Regions from separate parts of the Anas platyrhynchos genome. Here region 2 is linked to region 1. Evidence: chromatin contacts called from public Hi-C data. All regions are on one chromosome and are shown on one strand. Each heading gives the region's core, a stretch centred on a gene start, on an enhancer-like site or on the middle of the called end of the contact. The rest is flanking DNA. Distances are from core to core; before and after follow the strand shown.

Region 1 (5,350 bases), core at 966-3,465:
GCTTACTATAGCATTGCACAACTGCAGATCAATGGAATTTCATAAAGACAACTACCTGTAAGCTGTGGGGAAATAAATACTGTTTTAAAAAGTTTTTATTTCATCTCTAATCCAGAGGTATTCAAGATGCAGCAGTGGCTCACAGATTCATTGAGCCTTTGTGAAATTGTGAACCAGATTATGACAGTTCTTGCACTCTTAATGGATGCAGAAAAAATGTGTTGCCTAAATACCAGTGCTCTATTTCATAGTGAGGGCAATAGATTCCTAATGAACATGGAACTGTCCTCTTTTGGTTCCTTTTCAGAGTGTATAACCATTGAAAAAAATACTTTAAAAACCTGATTTGTTTTATTATTTCCTGTATGGATGCATAACAACGTATAAATCGAATATTGGGTAGTCCAGGAATATGAAAGATTTTCTTTTCAGACCTGTGTTGGAAGCAAACAATGAATGCTCAATTCAAGATTGAGAAATTACTACCATCAGAGGATGGACTTCGGCTGAGGTGTGATACTGAACTATTCCTGTTTCCAAATATGAATCTGTATTAACTACAGTAAGTTTTAAACTTTTTCTCCCTATTTAGAGTGAAATACAACTGCGTGAGAAAGAGTTGATGAGGCAACGTCATGAGGAGATGTTGAATGAGCACCGAGAACTGATTGATGCTTTGACTGCAGAAATACTTCTAGCGAGGGAAGAAAACATTACTATACAGGTACTGAGCCCCTTTCCCCAACGTGCTACTGAGTTTTGCTACAAATATGGGCTGAGATGCATTGTCCGTATGTTCAGGAAAGAAAGTGATAAAATTGAATGAGGAGTCTGAGAACAGCAGTCATGGGGTGTGGGAAAGGGGTGTTTGTAAAGTCAGCATTTTATTTTATTTTATTTTATTTTTTTAATTATGTTTAAAGCTTGACAAAATGCTAGCTCCGTGAAACTGAAAACTGAGCTTTATTATGTACAATCTAATGGTTTAAGCACCTGCCAATATTGGAGCAGCGAAGTGGAATAGATGTAATGCTACATTTTCATTTCTTCAGCTTGTGGTGGAAGTAGATTTTTTTTTTTTTTTTATTAGTTACCTTTGGCAATGAAACAGTAAACAACCTTGGAGAGGAAGTGGGATGATAAATAAAAGAAAAAATGAGATTTTTTTTTGAGGCAGGAATAGAGACATGAATAATATCTCGGTGGAATCTCACAAATACATACAGTGGTATTAAGAGGCCAAATTTATTCTCAGTGCTGCTTGTGGTGTGTAATTTTCTAATTCCTGTTTTTATGTTGCTAGAATAAAAAATATTTCTCTCTCTCTCCCATCCTTAGAAGAAACTTCAGCAATACATGATTGTAACAGATGAACAGATAACCTCTCTCACTCAAGCATTTAAAAGTCTCCCTTTGGTAGAACCTAGAAGAGAACAAAGTCCAAACCATTTTGGAACTGCAAGCAACAGTCCAGCAAATGGCCAAGGTATGCATGTGCGTGTGTGGAGAAAACTGGAATTGTGGCTACTTTATTTCTGCAGTAGAAAATCTGGTATTTAATAGATGTCTACTTGAATAAACACCTCTTGTGAACCTGAATGTCACTTCTGGAAATTCATATGCCGTGGGTTTCTGCTGTGAGCAGAAGCACTTTGCTACAGGCTTTTTTTTTTAAGTAGTATTATAGGCTGAATTCCATCCCACTGGCATTCATGTATCTGGATCTGGACTTGGAAATTATCCATAAAGACAGATCTTGGGTTTGAACTTTTTAAGTGACAAGTCTTTATTTTATTTTCCTGAAAAAGAAGGCAGAAGGAGAATAGCCTTTCCTCACAAGTGGGAGGCATCCTTCTGTTCCTTACCCTGTTAAGATGCCTTACAAAATCAGGTTAATCCTGGAACAGGTTGCCTACAGAAGTGGTGGAGTCCCTGTCCTTGGGGGTGTTTAAGGAAAGGTTGGACGTGGTGCTTAGGGACATGGTTTAGTGGGTGACATTGGTGGTAGGGGGATAGTTGGATTAGATGATCTTAGAGGTCTTTTCCAACCTTAATGGTTCTACGATTCTATGAATCCTAAGAATCTTAAAAAGTAAAATAAAATTTAACTAAAAAAAAGTAAGAAATGTCCAGCTGAAGCAGGACCCTGCCTGTCTGTTGCTGAGGCACTCTAATAGTATGAGATTGGTTCTTCCGTTAAACACTGGAGGTCGCTGCTGACCAGAAACAACAGTAGGTTAGACCTGTTAAGCAGCCAGGGGTAAGTTAACGTAGAACATCTCTGGAGAGAGGGAGGGTTGCTGAAGAAGGAGTTGGAGGGGGAAATACCATGACAAACAGCATGTGAGGAGGATGCTTTGGAAAGGTAGCTCTGCATGGTGAAGCAGGGGAAGAAGATGTGTCTCACCTCTTGCCAGGATCATTATATAAGGGGTGGAAAGTTTTAAATTCCATCTCAGTAATGTGAACCATCAACAATATCTTAAGCAAACAGCCTCTTCTGCTTGTCTCTCTGCCTTTGCAGAGTGTTTTTTGTCTCTTGTACTTTGGGATCACAAACGTTCTCCCTCATTTTCTGGTAACTTTGATTTTGGGAACAAATATCCTGAGCAAAATCATTAAGGGTGAATTCAAAGATAGCGCTAAGGGAGCAGCGTATGCAGGCATATTAAAATTACTGTGTTCTCACAGCTGGCTACAGCTTTGACTCCACACTTTTCATTTTTTGCCTCCCTGGTAATCTGTGCCTTACAAGTCACACGTCTGTGTGTCTTGTGCATGGGCTGCAAACAGCACTCTTACCAGTATGCTGCAATTGTGAGCCTGTGTATGATAGCTTTTTTTTGCTCTCCTAAGCCCAGTAAAGATTTTTTTATGTCTTAGTGAGAGTTTTGTACTGGGGTACCAGAAGGAATTTAGGATTATGTGAAGAATATATTCTATTCTGTCTTTTTAGATATCTGAACATAAGAATTGTTGTTGGCAATCTTTTCTACACTACTCTTGCTCTAAAACTATTTTTTTATTCTACTCTTGCTTTGTTTCTTTCTTTAGAAAAAGCTGATTTGAGCTGTTTTGAGCCCAGGAGCAATGAAGGCAACAGGGAAAATATGCTGAAGTTACCACAAGAAGAACTGCCTTTCAAGTTTCCTCAGAAGCCAAGTGCCTCAAGTGGTGTAGGAGCAGGTAGAAGCTTGCCGGCTCACATCTTCCAGCCAGCTGTCCTGTTGTCACCACCTCGTCAGAAGAGCAATCAGGAATCGTCTCCCCTCCAGAATGGTGAGATCTCTGGCCAAAGTAGGCTTTTACTATTTCAGTCTCTCAGGCTCAGATTTTCTTTGGAGATGTCTTTTCTATCAAAGTTTTTACATCTGAATGCCTAAACACCTTGGTCCTGTAGTTGGAATACCCTGCTTCTTCACTCAGATGTGCATTAGACTTTCTGACCCCTGCAGTTCTCCATCTGTAGTCCTCTGTCAGTGACAATCCAGACGGGCATTTTTAACTTGTACTGGCTTTGATTGTCGCTGTCTGCTGTAGCTCTTTGTCTACGACTTACAGCACATAATCTGAGCTTCCCCTCTACTGGTGGTGTAATCCAGTCTCTGTCACCTATAATGGTGGAACCACTGAAGACTGGAAATCCGGGATGACTGTAGGCTGCATACTCCTTGAGCTAATCTCCCCAGCAAAGATTTTTTTCCAAAAAAATTGGGAGCAGGTTTCCATATGGGTTTCATTTAGTAGTACACAGGAAGTGGTTGAAGAAGTTTGGGGTGAAATTACGTGGTGCCAGATTAACTCACAGTCAGGATTTGTAGGCTTTGGGAGTTTTTGAGGTTGCTGAGTGTGATGGGCCCCTGTAAAGCTGTGTTGTTGAGGGACAGATGACTGTGTCAATGACTGGTTTGGTTGCTGACAGGGAACAGCCACAGCAGTGTGGCTTTATGCCTTCTCTCCTTTTGTCCTACCCCTGTCATCTGTATTGATTTGTAACCCTTTTTAGTCAGAAAAATAACCAAAAAGTCCCTTTAATTTTTAACAACTTGCCAGAACAATTGGAAATTTATATCTAGTTCAAGCTTCTGGTAGTATGCAGTGCTGTGAAAAGACACATAATAAATAAGGAGGAAATGAACTAAAGATAGTTTTCTTCAAAGAGCATCATCTGGCTTCAGTCCCATTGAGAACTGTCAGACATCTGCCATTTGAAACAGGAACGTGAAACCATACTCGTAGACTTTGCTATAGTTAGGTATGTGAGAAATGCATTGTTATTCCTTTGAGACTGTGAAGAATGCTAAATGGCTCAACAAATACTTTTTGAGTATTTTTTTTGTAAAAAATGGTAAAATGGTTCATAAAACAGTGGATGTAGGTTTAAATTTTTGAATGTCATGCTCTGCTCCAGTGGCAAAAGCTGATGCTTGGGAAAGAATGGCTATTTGGTATGTAAAACATGGAACCCCTGCTTTTGATCACAAAATCCAAGTTGGACTTTGCGGGTGACAGCGCTGGAACATATTTGGTCATGTGTGTGGTGTGTTACCAGTTTGCTAACAGTGACCACAAGAATATTTAACTATTTCCGTTGGCCACGGTGCATCAACTTCTTAGGGAATAGGTAAATTATTATTCCAGAAGTGTTGTATTGCACCATTCCAAAAGCTTTGTTACGTTACCAATCCAATATAAACAGCAGTAGAAAATACATACTTACAGTTTATTAGATAAGGTAATTGGTTTTTGGAAAATGGAGGACTTACACAGAAGCTTACACAGAAGCAGTGGTTGATATATCAGCTAAGACATTCAAAACATTTCTCTTGTCCCTGACTTTTCTCTCAAGCTCATGTACGATGTAAGACTATTTGCAGCAGGAAATAATGCTGTTGCGTCCTTGCAGCAGGATATTGCATAGAGTGGTTTTGATCAGTGACATATGCCATTTAGGCTAGATATTACAATTCAAATTCCTGCTTGGTTATTACTAGCCTGATGCAATAAAGTTCCTATTCATTTTCCTTTAAAAAAAAATCATGTCTCTTTCATTACTGTTCCTTTATTTCTTGTTTGTAGTATTTACAACAATTTCTCAGTTTACTGAAAACACTGTGAGAGAACCAGGCAAAGAAAAGAGCTCACCCTCCTCCCTGAGAACACAGAGCACAACTGAGGAAACCAATCTTATCACTCAAAGGCAACCAATTCCTACTGCAGACAAAGACTTGGAGAGTTCCCAAGAGAAAATCAGTCTGCCCTGCCCAGCTGATGCCAGAAAAAACAGTGCAATTGAAGAGTTCTCTCAAAGTAGTGATCTGTTGGGACAGATAGCTGAGCTTACACAGCA
Region 2 (5,469 bases), core at 356-2,855, 84 kb after region 1:
GGACTGTGAAAAACCCAAGACTGAAGACTCTGAAACAGGGTTTATGGCACCCGATGAGGATGTCCACTTGACCGCAGATGACAAGCTAACGGAAGAATCTGCTGCCAAAGAAGAACATAGTGCGCACATGGAGGAGGAGGAGACAGAAGCAAAGCAGGCAGAAACGTCATGTAACAAAGGTTCCAGTAATGCGAAGGAGGAACCTCAGCCTTCAGAGGAAGCTGGCAATCCAGCAGTTGAAAAAGGGCAGAGTCCTAAAGAAACTAGTAGATGTTTTCTTTTCAAGTGTTTAATGAATGTGAAGAAAGAAGGAAACGATGTACTAGTAGAAATGCACTGGGTTGAAGGACAGAACAGAGACTTGATGAACCAGCTGTGCACATACTTACGGAACCAAATTCTTCGACTAGTTGCTAGTTAGCCCTTTTTCCCCACTTTGGTAGAATGAGTCCTCAAATTTTGTAAACTTTGTAATGGTTTAACATTTTCAGTCAGAAAAAAAAAATAGTAAAGTGGAGATATTTTAAATATATTTTTTTAAACGTGCAAGGAGTACATGAAATATCACTTCATGTCCAATGAAATGCTGGGAAATAGTATCTCTTGTGCTTCAGTTGTAAAACAAAATGTTACAGTGCAACGTGTCTATACTGTGACCATTTCGAATATCAACAGTGCTCATTCTGGTCTTTTTTTCTGATGCAAAAGATATATATATATATATTGTTACCAAGTAGGAATCTTTACTGAAACATTTTCTTCAATCTTTTTCAAACTAATGCAGGAAATTGTTACCTGCTTTGGGAATTGCCGTCTGCAGCTGAGTCCTCAGCTGAGGGTTTAAGTATGCCTCTGTTCCCTTAATGCATTTACCTGTTGGGCTACAGAGCAGCAGGATGGATATATCCTCCAACTATCAAATCAGATAAAAAATCACTTTAGAAAAATCACTTTAGAATACATACGATGTATTTTTCTGGTGTTTGGGCTTTGAAACACTGAAGAGCTTACTGTAAGTGAGCACCGGTTTCTATAAACTTCATTCTAATGCCTAAATATTGATGTCTCTGGAGAAGTTAAATTAGTTGTACACCTTCAGAATCTGAGGAGATTATTTCTGGCTAGGTGACCTATTGAAAACATAGAAGGCAAGTCTGTTTGTGCTATCGTGTGCTTATCTTTTCAGCCTGTTTTATGCAAGGATGACAAGCCTCACAAGGTAAGCCCGTGTGCCTGTGATGCACTTGTTATTCTGAGGCAGACTGCAGTGTCCTGCTTCGTTAATTACCTCCACCTTCCCCTTGTACAACATGAGTAGCTTACACTCCTCAGTGCTGCTTAACCAAAGCTGTTACACTTCCAAAAAGAAAACCAATAGCGATTAGGATGGAGGAAAAGTAATTAAAAGGGCGTCATTGGTGTAAAAGCGGGTTAGTGTCATTGCGTCTGTAGCAATAAGGGAAGAATCTCAAGTCACACTTGCGTACAGCTCCACAAAAGTGTTTGGGGCATGCCAGGAAGAGGCAAAAGGTATCACTGGGACCGAATTTGTTTTTGTGGAACGGACGGGAAGAAAAAAAACACCTCAGGGAGCCGCGCGCTGCGGCCGCTGGGGGCAGAGGCCGCCGTTTGAATGGCGCGGCGGGAAGATGGCGGCGCCCCCGCTAACGGCGGCGGGGCGGCCGCTGCCCCCAGGGCGGGGAGGGGGGCACCGCTCAGCCCCCATGCCCCCAGCCCGGCCGTGCTGAGCCCCCCGCCCGGCCTCCAGCGCTCCCTGCACGGCAGCGGCTCTCCAGGTAGCGGCTGGGAGGGCAGCGGGGCTGCCGGCGGCGCGTTGGGCTTGTGGGCGCCCTCAGCCCTCGGGCAGGGCAGGGGGGAGCGCCCGGTGCTGCCCGGTTCTCCCTGAGGGAGGGGAAGGGAAGGGGCTGCGGCTGGGGGTGCGCTCTGGGGCCGGGGGGTGCGTTGGGGCTCCGAGGGGCTTCCTCGGCTCTGCTGCCCCGCTGGGGAGGTGAGGGGAGGCGGCTGGAGGCGGGCACGGTGCTGCTGGGTGCCTCTCAACCGCGGGTCCTGTGCTTGGCTTGGCCTCTAGGTGCTGCCACAGCACAGCGATCCGTATGGCCTGGGTGCGGGGAGGAGCGCCTGGCTGGAGTTGATTGAAGAGCACAAGAAGCTGGTGAAATGGACTAGATATAAAAACATGGCATTAAGTGTTCCTGCGTAGTGCCCTGATACCTGCAAAGGCAGGGGAGTGTGGTGGTTTTGCGTGATATCTCACCTATATGTGCAACGTTTGACACAGGTGCTCGTAACTTCATCTCACAATATTTTTATCACTCTCTAAATGATTTACATCTCCCAGCCGCTTCTGCAGTCAGGTAGCGTCTTCTCCCCAGCGTGGCTACGTGCTGCAAGATGCAGTTTTGTCAGCTCCTGTGAATGGAGCTGAGCGAGGCGATGTGCGTGTCTCCTCAGGACACCTCCAGGACTCAGTGTGTCCCCCTCACCCCAGGTTCTGCAAGGGTTTTCCTTCAGATGCGTCTAAATGCCCAGTCTTTAAATCCAGCAGTGTGTCTCATCCTCATTTTGACTTTCTTAGCATTTTTCTAGTACGTTACAGAGGTTAGTGCAGTATTGCGCTTGTATACATGGGTCTTTAAAACTTGTTTCCTAAGGCACAAGTTTTGAAACTTATGTTCAGTGCTAATCTCAAGGTATTCTTCCAACATTAGAATCATGTAATCCTTTACTCATGCTGTCTTTTTACACATAGTTCACTGTTTTTAACTTTAGGAAAGAAGCTTGAGATCCCTTTGTGCATTTTGTTTTACTCTTTTATAGGGTTACAAATCCTAATTCTGCCACGCTGGTGGCAGTCAAGGACAGACAAACCCGATCTCCTTTAAATGCCCCATGGGAAGCCTGTTCTCCTTGTGGCATGCTGTTATTCACTTCCAATAGTGCTGAATGTTTTGTTCAGTATTTGTATAGTGTTTTGATTATCACAGAGCTGAGCTATATCATCTTTTTTATGTATTTGTGCACAGGACAGTGGTCAAGTACCAGTGATTGCTAGGTTGGGGTTAACCTCAGGAAGGTTGTTGCAGTTTTTCATATGTTGAATATAAGTTCTAGATGCTACACAGTACATAGTACTACAAGCATAAGCAGGCAGTGTTTTTCTGATCTACCTTGCCCTTCCACTGTTACAACAATGGTGGAAAATTCCTTTTAGATTTTTTCTTTTGAATGTGCTGGTAGAAATCGGTACAGTAGAGCCAGTACACACACTGACTTGTTTTTCAAATAGCTTCGATGAGGTCTTTTGCAAAATGCTGCTATGGGAACTAAGTAGTCGTGGATGATAGGGGAGGCATCGCTGTGGAGCAGAAATCTGTTTTCTGTCTCAGGTGAGGAAAAGGACAAAAGGTTTGAGTTATCCTAATGATTTGGAAAAAAAAGAGAGCCAGGGATGAGGCAATATTTGTAGCCAGCACAAAGTTATCTAGAGTTATAAAGACAAGAAATAAGCAGAAAGAACTTAATTAAGCTAGAGGAACTGGCAATGTGGTAAAGATACTAATCAGTGTTGAAAAACAGAAGCGACACGTTGTACAGAGTAGCTTGAGCTGCCTGTTTGTTTTATGTTAGTTATTTTAATTCAGCTGTAAAGCAAAAAAAGAGCTTGGGCAGTTCTATAATCTGCGAGGATTACTGAAGGATCAGTAGCAATAATCTAAAAAGGAAACAGCCTGAGTAAGGATGAGATGGCAAATACTTTGTAATGCTGTTACACTAATCACCGCTGAAATTCTGCTCGAGTCTGTATTTGGTCATGGCTATTCTGTCTCAAAAGCAAATATCAGAGTGAGAGTTTGGTGAAGAAATTATTTGAATGTGGAAAACCTAATACGAGGAGAAATTGACAAGATGATATCAGGAGATAAGAAGAAGGATAAAACACTCATAGGAAATATTGAAAAATATGGGGGAGATAGTTTCTCGTTACCTCTCCCCACAATACAGAGCTTGTAAAGAAGTTTGACATTTGAGTATCTGACCTAAATGATGACCTCAGATTGAAGGAGGATATAGGATGATACTTTTTGTTTGTTTGTTTTTCCCCTCTTTCCACCCAAAGGGAAATACCAGCAAGTAAATGTTCCCGAAGACCAAGCAGACAAGTTGCTCCTCGCAAGCTGGGGTCTTCCGAAAGCAGTTCTGGAGAAATATCACAGTCTGGGAGTAGTGCAGATGTTTGAGTGGCAAGCAGAATGCCTAATGCTCGGACAAGTTCTGGAAGGAAAGAACCTGGTTTACTCAGGTATGCAAACGTCTCACAGAAGCGATCCCCCTGACTTTCCCAGTGCCATTCACAAGAACACGTTGGGGTGCAGGGAGCAGAAAAAGCAGGACTGGTGAGCTAGAAATCTGTGGGAAACACCAACTTAGGTGTCTACTCTACATGGAAAGAAGGTCACAGAGCAGCAATGGGGGCGAGAACAGCTTAGAAGTGGGGGCAGGGTGATTTTCTTAGGCATTCATTTGAGTTTTATTACTTGGTTGCAGAAGCCATTGGGCCAGATTATTGAGTAATGCCTGTGCCCTACTATGTTACACATCTTCCATGGTTCTCATGGTATCATAGTCCACATGATATCCTTGTCTCTAAATTGGAGAAACATGGATCTGATGGATCATGATCTCTTGACCCTTTATTGGGATAACTACAAGTGTAGTTGTGACTGTGTGAGATGGGAATCAATTGAAGAGCTTTGCCCCAAATTCTCCTTGTTTTCTGTTCTGTTTTTATGATGTTTACTCTTTGGACAATTTTTTTTTTCCTTTAAAAATGAATAATAATAAAAATCAAATACGTTTTTCAGCTCCTACCAGTGCCGGAAAGACTCTTGTTGCAGAATTGCTCATTCTGAAGCGAGTCTTGGAGACCCGTAAGAAAGCTCTTTTCATCCTTCCCTTTGTCTCTGTGGCCAAGGAGAAGAAATGTTATCTGCAGGTAAGTAACATGCAAAGAGAGGAAATGGCTGGCCTATAGTTGCTTTTTAAAATGAAGTTTTTGCATGGATTTGAGGGGAAAAAATAATAATTTTGCAATATAGTTTCAGAAGTGAATTGTGGTAGAATGAGATCAAATTTTAAATTAAGTTTGAGAAAAAAAAAAAAAAAGAAAGATTTAGCCAAAAAAGGGACATTTCTAAAAATAAAATAAAACAAGTTAAGGAGTAGATTAAAACATTTTATTTTTGACTGTTAGATTGTTGTTATTTGCATGCATTGGCAGATTTTATAATATGCAAGCTTAAAAGGAATTTTCTAATTAGAGATTGTGTCTAAAACACTGCAAAGGGGAGGTGTCAGCATAATCAGAAAGAAACTTTTTATTTTAGCTTTCCTTTGGGTGTTCCAGCAGAATGTTGTGCTTTTGATTTCACTTTGCTAAAAATACGTTCT

The links. Hi-C and Micro-C count contacts between places; a contact is called where the count stands out from the background.
Region 2: a Hi-C map of subcutaneous adipose tissue shows a contact between it and region 1, with 1.7 times the contacts expected there. The contact joins the promoter of POLQ here to the enhancer-like site in region 1. A contact is called at or near these places in 4 of 8 Hi-C or Micro-C datasets (F1 follicle, liver, skeletal muscle and 1 more).

What each region holds. Positions count from the first base shown.
Region 1 is chr1:84,072,081-84,077,430 of IASCAAS_PekinDuck_T2T, forward strand. SPICE1 (spindle and centriole associated protein 1) reads left to right here. Exons shown (of 17, transcript XM_027449681.3): 10 at 593-724; 11 at 1,339-1,486; 12 at 3,055-3,279; 13 at 5,080-5,350. Among named protein-coding and RNA genes, the nearest start is that of SIDT1, 11 kb to the left of the region's middle. Within about 2 kb of position 2,216, at least 1 of the 8 cell types and tissues checked has an H3K27ac peak or open chromatin away from gene starts, as enhancers often do. A contact at or near this core is called in subcutaneous adipose tissue, where this site is marked.
Region 2 is chr1:84,156,662-84,162,130 of IASCAAS_PekinDuck_T2T, forward strand. It overlaps POLQ (DNA polymerase theta), which reads left to right and starts at 1,606. Exons shown (of 30, transcript XM_027449663.3): 1 at 1,606-1,796; 2 at 4,139-4,321; 3 at 4,884-5,014. The coding sequence starts at 1,634. It overlaps METTL16 (methyltransferase 16, RNA N6-adenosine), which reads left to right. Exons shown (of 9, transcript XM_005014969.6): 9 at 1-1,152. The coding sequence ends at 421.